Linked DNA regions of Rattus norvegicus: region 1 is linked to region 2. Evidence: chromatin contacts called from public Hi-C data. All regions are on one chromosome and are shown on one strand. Each heading gives the region's core, a stretch centred on a gene start, on an enhancer-like site or on the middle of the called end of the contact. The rest is flanking DNA. Distances are from core to core; before and after follow the strand shown. Region 1 has its middle 600 kb from the start of Inhba. Region 2 has its middle 770 kb from the start of Inhba.

Region 1 (3,688 bases), core at 97-2,596, 170 kb before region 2:
ATGGGCCATACTATTAGGAACATGTGATGCTGAGGGTGATTTGAAGTGTGGAGATTCAAGAGATTTAAGAGAATAATATTAATATGTGACCTGGAAAGCATTCCTGTGGTGTTTTGGTCAATAATGTGACTACTTTTTACCCTTGTTTGAAAAGTCGGCCTGAGTGCTCTCTTCAGCAGCACACATTGGAACAATCTGGAGATAAACATGGCCCCTGCACAAGAGTGATGCACAAATTCATGAAGTGTTCTATATTTTTAATTTGAGCATCAGCAGAAAGAGCTGGAGAAGTCTGCTACCCTATCATGACCAAGCTGTACCAGAGTGCTGGTGGCAGGCCTGGAGGAATGCCTGGTGGCTTCCCTGGTGGAGAAACTTCTCTATCTGGTGGTGCTTCTTCAGGCCCCACCACCGAAGAGGTGGAGTAAGTCAGTCCAAGTAGAGGGTATAGCATTGTTTCACAGGGACCCAAAACAAGTAGCGTGGACTAATAAAACTATTTAAGTTGTTACAAAACTAAAAAAAAGAAATGTTGGCCTGAAGCAAAGTTGTTTTTTATTAATTACATTAGCAAAGGAAATTTCAAAACAACCTACTATTGACTCTGCCCTGTGGTTATTAGTGTTCATTCTAAAATCTATAGAAGATCTATAATAAAATGGAGCAAATTGAGCAAGGAAAAATACAAAACTACAGTTCCTATAAAAGGGTCACCAGGAAATGAAAAGGAGCTAAATCCTGTGTTCAAGGGGATGAGCAGATTAAAGGAAAACTTAGTGTTGAACAGAATAAAAGGAATGATGATCTCAGGGCAAGACCCCACCCAGATAAACTTTCAATTTTTGAAAACAATTAAAGAAAAGCTTAGTGCCCGGTATGGTGGACTATTCCTTTAAGCCCAGAACTCCAGGAGAAGAACAAAAGGATCTGTAAAATCAAGGTCAATATGGTCTACAGAGCAATTTCCAAGACAGCCAAAATTAGGCTGTGAAGGAAACCATCAAACCAAGAAAGCTAGTGGAAATAAAATTGAATTGGGGCGGGGGGAGTTGTTCCCCTCTAGCAGGTAGCAGAACTTGGCTACTTTGACCAAATGACTCTGGCTTTAAAGTCAAGGATAGAAGAGAAAGGTTATGGAATCTCCCTCTGTGACTAAGAAATGCTGCTGAGGTCAGGCATCTGTCAGGGGTGTCCCTGCATGGAGGTCCAGAGAGGCTGTCATGTGAACCTGTGAAAGTGAAGCCTCGATTGCCATGGAGACCCTAAAATGTTGGAGAGATCAGAGCCATGGAGTACCTGGTGAGGAAGGCTGCTAATGGGGTATGAAACCAGCCCACGAGAAAGGAGAGTGCTGCAGTCAACAAACCTGGAGGGAGGCGCAGATCTGAAGAGCATTTTGACATTGCACATGGCGATGAAAAGTTTGGAGTTTGCCAAAATGATTTTCAGCCTTGCTTTGGTCCAGTATTTCCTCACTATGCTCCCTTTCCACCCTTTTGAGTGTTAATGTGTGTTCTATTCCATTGTATGTTGGAAGTATGTGATCCGGTTTTTCATTTTGATTTTATCTGGGATTAGTTAAGAGATTGCAAAAGTCTCCGAAAAGACTTTGAACTTTCGACTGTTTAAGCAGTGCTGATACTGTGCTAGAGAAATTGCCCAGTGTTTAAAAGCACATACTGATTTCCCAGAAGACTGGAATTCAGCTCTCAGCAGCCACATTTAGCATCTCCCATCCTCCTGCAACTTCAGCCCCTGAGAGTCTGTTCAGACCCTTCAGGTTTCTACAAGCTTTCCCTCTGTGGCATTCTCTCTCTCTCTCTCTCTCTCTCTCTCTCTCTCTCTCTCTCTCTCTCTCTCTCTCTCTCTCTTTCTCTCTCTCTTTCTCTCTCCCTCTCTCTCTCTCTCTTCTCTCCCTCTCTCTCTCTCTCTCTCTCTCTCTCTCTCTCTCTCTCTCTCTCTCTCTCACACACACACACACACACACACTCAAGATTAATGGATCCTCAGCACTAAGAAACTTGTGACTGTATTTAGTGAATAAACATTACTATGTTGTGCATACCACTCATTTTTTTCTGAGATATGTTGTCTTATATTTATTTTTTTCATTGCTTAGCAAAGATGTATCTCTCATTTGGTTTTCTATTGGATTGTAACAAAGCCAAAAGCTTGTCTTGGAGCACTTACCCTGTGGTTACATAGCATACATGCATTGTTCTGTAACAGCCTCTTGACTGAGGTCTATGTTGGCTTTCGGACAGGAATGATAATTCTCTTGGATATAGAATTGTAGGTTAACAATATTTTCTTTTCATGGAAAACTTCCGGCTGAAATCCTTCTCTCCATTGTCATTTAATATTATTGGAATGTTTGATGCTGAGCCAATCTTTTTCTCCTTTCTCAGTAACTCCGTTGTTTTCCTCGTGGGATACTTACAGATACTATGAATTTCTGTCATAGGCATGTATTCCTCCTCACTGCTTCCCCCTATCTTTCATCTTTGTCCCATCATAATTTTCTCATACTTTTTCTCACAGTAATGGAAAGCTTTTGAAATTGGATTTTTATGTCACTAATTTGTTTTCTTGCAATAACATATCCCTCTTTACTGCTTCTATTATATTTACTTTGATGGTTCTTTCAGTCTGATGAAAAGATTGTGATATTTATCGGGGTAGTGAAGTGTGAAACGCACTTTGACAGTTTTGAGAGACATTCTTCCATTAGTGCTGATGCGTGGTGCTAAGAGCATCACTTCTTCCTATGAATTCACTCACCTTAGCAATGTAGTCCAGTTTGTGTAGTTATGTTATTTAAAAGGAACCCGTCCAAAGCCTGTCCCTCCCTGTATATACTATGTATGTTACACACAAACAGAGGGACCTCACTTACTTTCAACACCTTTTCTTTATTCTTGCCCATTTCCATTTATCATTTGTACTGAATGAACTAAACTACATTAGACTCTGCCACCATCCCACGTTTATGTAGAGTTCCAGAGTTGGTTTGGCACCATCCATTTATCTACTCACTATAGTTTTCTTCTTCAGTGCTCTACACAGCAAATGAAAGACAAAACTGTTGTGTACCCTAATTTTACCTAGATAAGATTATAATCATGTATTTGTAGTATTAATTTTTTACAACACTAACAACAACTACACTTAAATAGAGCTCACCTGCCCAGCATCCTTGTTTACTAGACTATTATCCACACAGAGGGCAGGGAGAAGTCCCTGGACCACAAATATGAATATGACCATTATGAAGTGAGCTGTTCTCTTTCCTACCATCGTTGGCCCAGTCTGGTCCACCTTCTCATCTCCCTTACCCATAGAGTGCATGTGGAAATTCTGTCTTCTCAAGTCTCACACAAGATCTTCCCCTTTCTACAGAATAAAATGTCAGATAATTTCATCAAGGTATGGCAGATGGAGTAGAAGTACCATTAATTATCTCTTTTATAAATACCAAGCATGATTTCACCCTTCCTGGAGTGTGTGTGTGTGTGTGTGTGTGTGGTCTGTCTGTCTGTATATGTGTGATCTGAATGTGGGATTGTATGTGCTCCCTATTTGTTTTTTCTATGTGTTTTGTAATTTCAATGAAAATATTCAAAAAGACATTATATGAGTACATTCAACTATTATATTGGACTTCAAATCTATGTTTCTGTATTACTCT
Region 2 (3,591 bases), core at 610-3,109:
TCCTCTGTGATCAGCACTTCATCTGGAAGTTTGCCAGTTACCATGGTAAGGTTTTTGTTTTGTTCATGAATATGTATGATCCCTTAACAGACACCTGTAGCCTTCTTAAGTATTGGATTCTAAAGTAACTTACTGGAGACCAGTGGTAAGCAAGAAGTAAACAATGTCCTTCATACCATAGACTTAACATTCAGGTTGAAGAAGGTTGATAATGAGCAGAAAATAACCAAATCATTTCCATTGGTGGGGAAGTACTATCACAGGTCAGGCGGTGGGTTTATTTCTTTAATTTTATATTCATTTACTTACTGTGTGTGTAGGTGTGTGTGCATGTCAAGGGATGTACATGTGCATGTGTTTGTATGTGTATGCATGTGTGTTTCTGTGTATGCATCTGTGTGTATGTTTTTACCTGTGCTTGCATGTGTGTATGCATGTTTCTGCACATGTGTATATGTTTGCATTTGTGTGTGTTTGCATGTGTATATGTGTTTGTTTGAGTGTCTGTATTTGTCAGTATGTTTGCATATATGTTTGCATGTGTGTTTGTGTGTCAGAAGGCAACTTGGAATTCTTTGTCCTTCCATCATGTGAATTCTGAGGGTAGAATTCAGGTTGTCAGACTGGTATTAGCCTCATGAGTTTATTTTTTATCTGACTGCTCTCTCTTGCAATGCACTTTTAAAATCTTCCCATGTTCTGATTGAAGAAGCATTGGTTCTGCTGTGTGAAAAATCCCTGGAGCATGTTGATCTTCAGTTCACACCAGAAGGCTGAAGATGCCGAGTTCTGCTACCCATTCAGAGACGCAGCAGTAGTTCAGGAAGCAGTGAGATGGGCCAGGAGGGTAAATGTTTACCAGGGAAACTAAGGCAACAAGGCAAATAAGCTCTGCTCCTGTCTTAGATCTCCTTATTTGGTGGAGTTCAAAAGGTGTCACCTTCATTTAAGGTGGGATTTCCCACTCCAAATAAGCTAATCGAGAAAATTCCTTCAAGTAACTGATCAAGAAAATGCCCAACAGCTTATCTCTTAGTTGTTTCCAGATCCAGTAAAGTTGGCAAACATGATGAATTATTGAGGAATGATAAAGTTCTCGTGTAAATAGAAACTGTTTTATATGTCTCAAGAGATTCACTAAGAGGCCAGGCATACCTGTAAATATTATTGAGAAGATTAGTCACTGATTCATTGATAACGTAGCTGATTTGGTTTCAAGGTAGCCCAGAGCTTCTCGGATTTTATTGGGATTTATCAGGAGTCCTTGCTAAAAGTCAATAGCCCAAGTTTCCATGAAGTATTTCACCTGTGAGTCCCATAGTAAAACTACAACACAGCTTTTATGTAGAATCAGTCAAGACATTAGGATGGATGCATAAACCAAGGAGTAAGGGCAGGAGATGGACACACAGATAGAGCCACTGATACAGGAGCTATAAATTAGAAGCTGAATTCATAGAAGGATTCTAGATACATAGGGACAGGATAGAGGACACAGCCACATTATTGTCCCTGTGGCCTGTGCTGATGGTTGGCAAAGTCAGCTCCATTGTAAAATGTAATCTCTACCTCAGGCAGGGATAGGATCATTCTGATGCTAAACAATTAACACAGTCTGTGTGAAAAATAACTTCTTTCCTGTAACCAGTTCCCACTTAAACTACCTTTGTAGGGCCACAGTTCCCTGAATATGTAAGTCACTTTTAATTTTCATTCATGTAATAGGTAAAAGGTTATTCCAGACCTAGAGACAGAGGTACTCATATTCCAACAAGACCCACAAATAAGGCACCATGTGGTAGTAACAGATATGTTCCAGCAGAAGCAGTGATATCAACAGGGTCACAGTCCATCAGATATTACCTAATCAGGCCTTTTCCAGGTTATGGAGAAAAAGGTTCTCAGCAAAGGCTTAGACCATAAGAACAGAGAAGAGTACATGTGCCACTCCCTCCTCCAAAAATGTGTAGATTCCAAGAAAAGCATCCATAGAAGTTGTGGGAACCTACAATAAAAAGTAACTGATAATTCCTTAAGAACTAGGGCCCATTTGCACTTCAAAAGCTGACAGACTCCTATTTCTCAAGAGGATGCAGTGGCTGAGTATTTGAGTATATTTAATGTGTGGCCTAGAAGTATGGAACAAACATATGGAACTACATGGGTTATAATCAACTTTCAGTCCACAAATTCCTAGAGATGTGTTTCTGAGAACTTATAGAAACAGTGGCAGAAACATCTGGAAAAGGTAAGTTGATTACCAGAACTGACACTTCCATTCCATGCTCACCTGGCGTTAAAGGAAAGCTGGGTTCCTTACTGGTTCCACTTGAAGGAGCGCTTGATGCATGCCACACCTTTAGTTACTATCCACCAAGTTAAGACCCGAGATGCAGGGTTGGCGATTTAGCTCAGTGATAGTGCGCTTGCGTAGCAAGTGCAAGGCCCTGGGTTCGGTTATCAGCTTTGGGGGAAAAAAAAGACCTGAGATGCTCACTCAGGGTTTACAGCATATAAGACTACACCAAGGAAGGTGAATAAAAGTAAAAAACACATATGTAATACATGTGTGAAAACCAGGACCAGAAGATGGGACCAGGAAAGGTCAGAGCAATGCCTAAAGGCACTTTCTACCCACATTAAAGCAACCATTTAAGGAAGTATTTCTCAAAGCCCTAGGCTCTCCTTTGAGCTCCTAGGAAGATACGAGTTTAGGAAGGGGTAGGACAACATGGCTCCAGAGACAGATCTTGCCCCCACCCCTTTTCATAGCAGCCCGAGTCACAGCTCTAGCTTTAAATTGGAAATGCAATTAAGGGTTTAAATTAAGCCACACTAAGTTTTAATTACCAAATGTGACCAGGAAGTTATGGAATACACCCAAGATTTTGTTAAGGAAAGAGAAAACAGCGAATTCTACATAGCACAATTCAGCACACTGATTTCTTTTAAAAATACAGAACACTATGTCCATTTTCCTCAGATTTTAGTTGTAATTATTTCAAGATTCCATTGTCATACAAGTTTTTACTTAAAGCAAATTCCATGTTGTCATGTTCAAATAATTCAAGAATATTAATTTTCCCCTTTCCATCTTAACTTTTTGCATATTTCTAGTGTTGCATAATGGTTTCGCTCATTGATCGCTGCACATTAAATCTTTCATCAGAAGTTCAAAGTCTAATGTTTGGTCTTTTGCAAGAGAATCTATCTGGCGTTAGACAATAAGTCTCAAATAGGAAAATTAGAGAATTTGCCAAAGCACTGCATCTCGCTTCTGAGGTGAGAGCCTATACATTCTGCCAGCGAGATCCATACTCTCCGTCAGAGAGAGGAACTTGATGGCTCCCAATCTGAATCTAAACCTGTATCAACTTTCATTTAGACATGGTCACTCTTGTATAGAACTTTCTTCTAGATTAAGATATTTCAGAAGTGCAAAATACCTTTGGAAAACCCTGTTCAGCGATAGCAATCTAAATGAATCAGCCAGTATCACTCAGATTTATCAGACTTGTAACAATAAGTCGGGACAATATGTTGTCTGAGCAATGAGAACCACTCATTATTCTGTGATAGTTTTCAAGCCAA

The links. Hi-C and Micro-C count contacts between places; a contact is called where the count stands out from the background.
Region 1: a contact with region 2 is called in a Hi-C map of liver, with 5 times the contacts expected there. The contact joins two enhancer-like sites.

What each region holds. Positions count from the first base shown.
Region 1 is chr17:53,201,564-53,205,251 of GRCr8, reverse strand. It overlaps the pseudogene LOC120097966. Among named protein-coding and RNA genes, the nearest start is that of Inhba, 600 kb to the left of the region's middle. Within about 2 kb of position 1,346, at least 4 of the 93 cell types and tissues checked have an H3K27ac peak or open chromatin away from gene starts, as enhancers often do. A contact at or near this core is called in liver, where this site is marked.
Region 2 is chr17:53,028,154-53,031,744 of GRCr8, reverse strand. No RefSeq gene overlaps it. Among named protein-coding and RNA genes, the nearest start is that of Inhba, 770 kb to the left of the region's middle. Within about 2 kb of position 1,859, at least 3 of the 93 cell types and tissues checked have an H3K27ac peak or open chromatin away from gene starts, as enhancers often do. A contact at or near this core is called in liver, where this site is marked.